2 separate regions of the Xenopus laevis genome follow, and region 1 is linked to region 2. The links are chromatin contacts, called in public Hi-C maps. All regions are on one chromosome and are shown on one strand. The core of a region is the stretch at or near the end of the contact, and the rest is flanking DNA. Distances in the headings are between cores, read along the strand shown. Region 1 has its middle 8.8 kb from the start of gpatch8.L. Region 2 holds the start of LOC108700826 (meiosis-specific coiled-coil domain-containing protein MEIOC).

Evidence for each region. A called contact is a pair of places that touch in the nucleus more often than the background predicts.
Region 1: a Hi-C map of the XTC cell line shows a contact between it and region 2, with 4 times the contacts expected there. The contact joins the enhancer-like site here to the promoter of LOC108700826 in region 2. A contact is called at or near these places in 2 of 4 Hi-C or Micro-C datasets (the XL177 cell line and the XTC cell line).

The regions. Positions count from the first base shown.
Region 1 is chr9_10L:4,935,340-4,938,039 of Xenopus_laevis_v10.1, reverse strand. No RefSeq gene overlaps it. Among protein-coding and RNA genes, the nearest start is that of gpatch8.L, 8.8 kb to the left of the region's middle. Within about 2 kb of position 1,364, at least 3 of the 7 cell types and tissues checked have an H3K27ac peak or open chromatin away from gene starts, as enhancers often do.
Region 2 is chr9_10L:4,868,037-4,870,736 of Xenopus_laevis_v10.1, reverse strand. It overlaps LOC108700826 (meiosis-specific coiled-coil domain-containing protein MEIOC), which reads left to right and starts at 1,318. Exons shown (of 8, transcript XM_018234804.2): 1 at 1,318-1,468. The coding sequence starts at 1,463.

The DNA.
Region 1 (2,700 bases), core at 115-2,614, 67 kb before region 2:
ACCCTCCCTATAACTCCATATAACCCTCCCTATAACTCCTCCTATTGCTCCATATAACCCTCCCTATAACTCCTCCTATTGCTCCATATAACCCTCCCTATAACTCCTCCTATTTCTCCATATAACCCTCCCTAAAACTTCTCCTATTGCTCCATGTAACCCTCCCTATAACTCCTCCTATTGCTCCATATAACCCTCCCTATAACTCCTCCTATTGCTCCATATAACCCTCCCTATAACTCCTCCTATTTCTCCATATAAACCTCCCTATAACTCCTCCTATTGCTCCATAGACCCCTCCCTATAACTCCTCCTATTGCTCCATATAACCCTCCCTATAACTCCTCCTATTGCTCCATATAACCCTCCCTATAACTCCTCCTATTGCTCCATATAAGCCTCCCTATAACTCCTCCTATTGCTCCATATAACCCTCCCTATAACTCCTCCTATTGCTCCATATAACCCCCTATAACTCCTCCTATTGCTCCATATAACCCTCCCTATAACTCCTCCTATTGCTCCATATAACCCTCCCTATAACTCCTCCTATTGCTCCATGTAACCCTCCCTATAACTCCTCCTATTGCTCCATATAACCCTCCCTATAACTCCTCCTATTGCTCCATATAACTCCTCCTATTTCTCCATATAACCCTCCCTAAAACTTCTCCTATTGCTCCATGTAACCCTCCCTATAACTCCTCCTATTGCTCCATATAACCCTCCCTATAACTCCTCCTATTGCTCCATAGACCCCTCCCTATAACTCCTCCTATTGCTCCATATAACCCTCCCTATAACTCCTCCTATTGCTCCATGTAACCCTCCCTATAACTCCTCCTATTGCTCCATATAACCCTCCCTATAACTCCTCCTATTGCTCCATATAACCCTCCCTATAACTCCTCCTATTTCTCCATATAACCCTCCCTAAAACTCCTCCTATTGCTCCATGTAACCCTCCCTATAACTCCTCCTATTGCTCCATATAACCCTCCCTATAACTCCTCCCATTGCTCCATATAACCCTCCCTATAACTCCTCCTATTGCTCCATATAACCCTCCCTATAACTCCTCCTATTGCTCCATATACCCCTCCCTATAACTCCTCCTATTGCTCCATATAACCCTCCCTATAACTCCTCCTATTGCTCCATATACCCCTCCATATAACTCCTTCTATTGCTCCATATAACCCTCCCTATAGTTTATAATGGTCCAGAACATCCCAGAATTCCTGCCACCACTTCATGAGTACAAATAGCAGGAGTGGAGCATTAGTGGAGTCAGGGATAGGACTCATCATGCCGTTCCATAGAATGTACTTGTAATAACTATAGGTTCCCAGTTGTTCCTAATGTTTTTGTATAAACACAAGTCATAATGAATTCCCCTCCATAACATCCTTCCCTATGAGCCCAACTATAATGGGCTGTATTTTATCAGGCTGCCAGGGGCTAATCCCAAATCCTCGTGGGGAGGTAGAGGAGGGGGAAGGATTTTCTCCCTGAAAGAAGAGAAGCTGGCAACCCCTTTTTTCATTGTAATTTTTTGGCAGTGTGAGAATGGGGGGCCCTATTCTGTATTATGAATCAGTAATTGCAAGTTAATGAGGTCTTTTTTCTAGGGCTGGAGCCATCATGCAGATCTCTGTCACCCATAGATGGGACACTTAGTCACATAAAGGCAACTGATTGTTCCCTCCACCTTGTGTCTGTGGGACATCTGTCACTGTGCTACAATGGAGGGGACCGGGGGGGATTAGCTCTGAGTTGCACAAATGCATTATGGGGCAGCCAAATCTCATAGACACAAGGCATTCTGGGAGTGGATTACAGACATGGAAAAACTAAAGTAAAATTATCATTTATTTATGTATTTATATGATGTATCTGTCCTATGGGACCTACTAATGCTGGTGGAACCCTAGAGCTGCTGCATGTGGGACCTGCCTGTAGCCCATGTGGTAATATAGACACTAGACTTGCCTCTAGACTTGCCACATCAGAGGCCACACACACACCCTGCGGCCCACCCGGCCTTTCCCTCTGCCACCCACACGGGCCCCAAACCACAGCACCCTTCTGCCTTCTCCCCCCTTATCTATTATGTGGCCAAAATCAGGACAAGGAGAGGTCAGGGAGTAGCACCCCAGGAGTCAGGTGTCCCTTGAGGTGGGCGATATCGGGTGATCCAATTGTGGATATCTCTGTGTGTAGGACGGAGCACCACTTGGAGTCAGACGTTTAAATTCAATATTTATTTCATCCATTAAAATCAGTGTCCAAAATATATAAGCAAAGTATTGCCTGTAATGTTTGCAACCATTACTCTTTTGAGAAAGTAGCCGGAGGGCTATGGAACGCGTTAAGCGTAACGGTTGCGAGCATTACAGGCAATACTTTGCTTATATATTTTGTACACTGATTTTAATGGATGGAATAAATATTGAATTTTAACGTCTGACTACAAGTGGTGCTCCTCCGTTTGGTTTGGATGCTGACCGGAGCAGCTTCACACGTGTAGCACATTTGGAGCCGAATAACAGGGTGTTCCCTTGTGGTTTTTGGTTGGTGATTCGATCGTGGGCCGTAGACAGAGTTGCCACCCGGCCGGTATTTTACCAGCCTAGCCGATAAAACACCTGCCAAGGCTGGGGCCCGTATTACAAATTTACCGGCAATGTAGTTGCCGGT
Region 2 (2,700 bases), core at 69-2,568:
CAAATTAGACCTGGTTGCCACCATCAGGGGGGCATAATTGTCCCGGACCTGATGGCTTCTATATGTTAAGGGGGGTCTGGCTGTGCTGTGTTTCCTGGATTAGCCGGACTCCCCTTAAACTGCTGGAGTAGGAGCCAAGTTGTGGCGAAAGTAGGAGCAGAGCCATGCCGAACATTTATTTTTCTTTTAAAAAAAGCTTTGGGCACTGGTGATGTGCGGGTCGAGAAATTCTCGACCCGCACCCGACCCTAACCCGCCCGCTCCCTACCCGCATCCGACCCGGCCCGCTGCTCCCCTTTATTTATAGACCCGCAGTGACGTCACAAAAGGGGCGGGCGGACGTCTATAAATTCTGGTGCCGGAAGCTGTAGTACTAGGTCGCAGGCGGGGAAAGCAGGAGAAGAGCTCGACCTGCACCCGCCCGCGCATTTTGTCCAGGGGTCGGCCCGAACCCGCCCGGGTAAACCCGTGGGCCTTGGGTCGGCCCGCACATCACTATTGGGCACTCATTTTTTTTTAACTTGGGGGGGGCAATGGCTGCTGTTTTTTTTTAACTTGTAAAAAAAAAAAAAAAACGTCGGTGGCCAATGTTTTCCTTTTACTTGTAGGGTTGCCACCTTTTCACCCGGTGCAATCTGGGCACAGGGCGGGGCCATGACAGGGGCGGGAAATGACATCAGGGGTGGGGCTATGATGCAGTGATCGCTCAGTTGCCGCGTCAATCTTAGGAAATCCTGCCCGGTTTTCTTAATTTGGAAAACCAGGCAGGCAGTTTTGACCCTTCAAAAAACAGGGCCGTCCGGGTAAAAACCAGGCAGGTGGCAACAGTATTGTAAGGTGCCCGGAAAATGTTGTTGTAAAGGGCCCTGCAAATTCCGATAGAGGTTGCCATACAAATATATATGTTTGGCTACAGCAAACAGGTCTTTATTTCCCACACAGGCCTCACCTGCTGCTTTATTAATCCCAGAAGCCCAAATACTCCACATTTCACCACAGGAGACACCATGACAGCTCTGAACTCTATAACTAACTCATTGTTTACCTCAACTTTATCATCAACTCTTTCATATTTACCTCAGCGGTGCAGATAACACCCCCTACCAGAATTCCAAACGTAACCTGACATATTAAGTAGCAACTCTCGACTGCTTCGCTACTTTCATCTTAGACCTTTCTTTTTTTTTTTGGGCGGGAAAAGTATTGCCTAACAGACTCGCAGCCAATGAAAAACCCGGAAGAAGGTGATTGTCCGAGCGCCGCTTAGCGACAACAAACGCCAGCCAATCAGCGCACGCCCTGGGGGTAGAAAGGGCGTCGGCAGGCGACTATCATTCAAATTAACGGGCAGTGAGGAGGCGGGACCGATGTTGGTCCCGCCCCCGCTTGCTCTGAGGCACTTCAAGGCTGCGCGCTTCTGTCAGTTTCAGAGGCTGAGAGAACTTGCTGAGGCGCTGTCACTATGGAGGTGAGGAAACACAGAGATACTGAGCGATACCTGGCGCCCTAAAGGCTTTTATATTAATGATATTTATCTGTGTAACTGTATGAGGACAGAACCCTTCCCCCATGTCATATCAGTTGTAGTTCAGCACCTCTGAGGTGTCACTAAATAATCTCTCAACCATTAACTGTAATATTTAAGCTTATTAGTAGCCCCTTGTGTGGAATAAAGGGGGTTCCTCGCTGCCAATGACAAAATAATAATGAAAACAGTGAATTATTGTAAAATATCAGGAGGTTATAAGTCACCCGAGGCGTTTTATACAGGTTTCAGCGAGTCATGTGACAGAAATGACATCACTTGGCACCGATACTAACGGATGACATCACGAGCACCGATTATAACAGATGACATCACTGAACACCGATTATAACGGATGACATCATTGAGCACCATTTAGAGGGATATCATTTACAGACTGTATTCCTGGTAGTAGTGATGTGTGGGCCGCAGGCCCGGACTGGTAATCTGTGGGTTCTGGCAAATGCCCGAGGAGCTGCTGTAAATTGCCATAGACAGTCACTATTTATTGGGCTGGTGGAGGGCTGCTTGGGCCTCTGTGTACTTGGAATGCCGGGGCCTATTGTGAATCCCAGTCCGGACCTGGTGGGCCGGCCTGAAACCCGCGGTTCGCGCCGACTCCTGCACAAAATCTTTGGGCCTAGCACTTCTGTTGGTAAAATTTATAGACCAGCGCCACTCCCGCCCCTTTTGAAACATCACTTTGGGGTGGGTCTATAAATAGAGGGGCGGGTTAGGGTCGAGAAATCCACGACCCGCATATTACTAATTCTTGGCTTTATTATAAGAATAGTAATGTACGTTTGTAAAGAGTCGCTGTATTTGTGGGTGCGTCTGTGTAGAATACACGATTGCCGTTGGCTTCCTATCTGGAAGATGTCGCCTCTCACTTGACAGAAAAAATAATCTTATAGGGGGGTTTCACCTTTAAAGGAATTGTTCAGTGTAAAAATAAAAACTGTGTAAATAGACAGGCTGTGCAAAATAAAAAATGTATCTAATATAGTTAGTTAGCCAAAAATGTAATGAATAAAGGCTGGAGTGATTTGATGTATAACATGTCAGTCTGAACACTACTTCCTGCTTTTCAGCTCTCTTGCTTTCCACTGATTGGTTATTAGGCAGTAACCAATCAGGGACTTGAGGTGGGGTCACATGGGTCATATCTGCTGCTT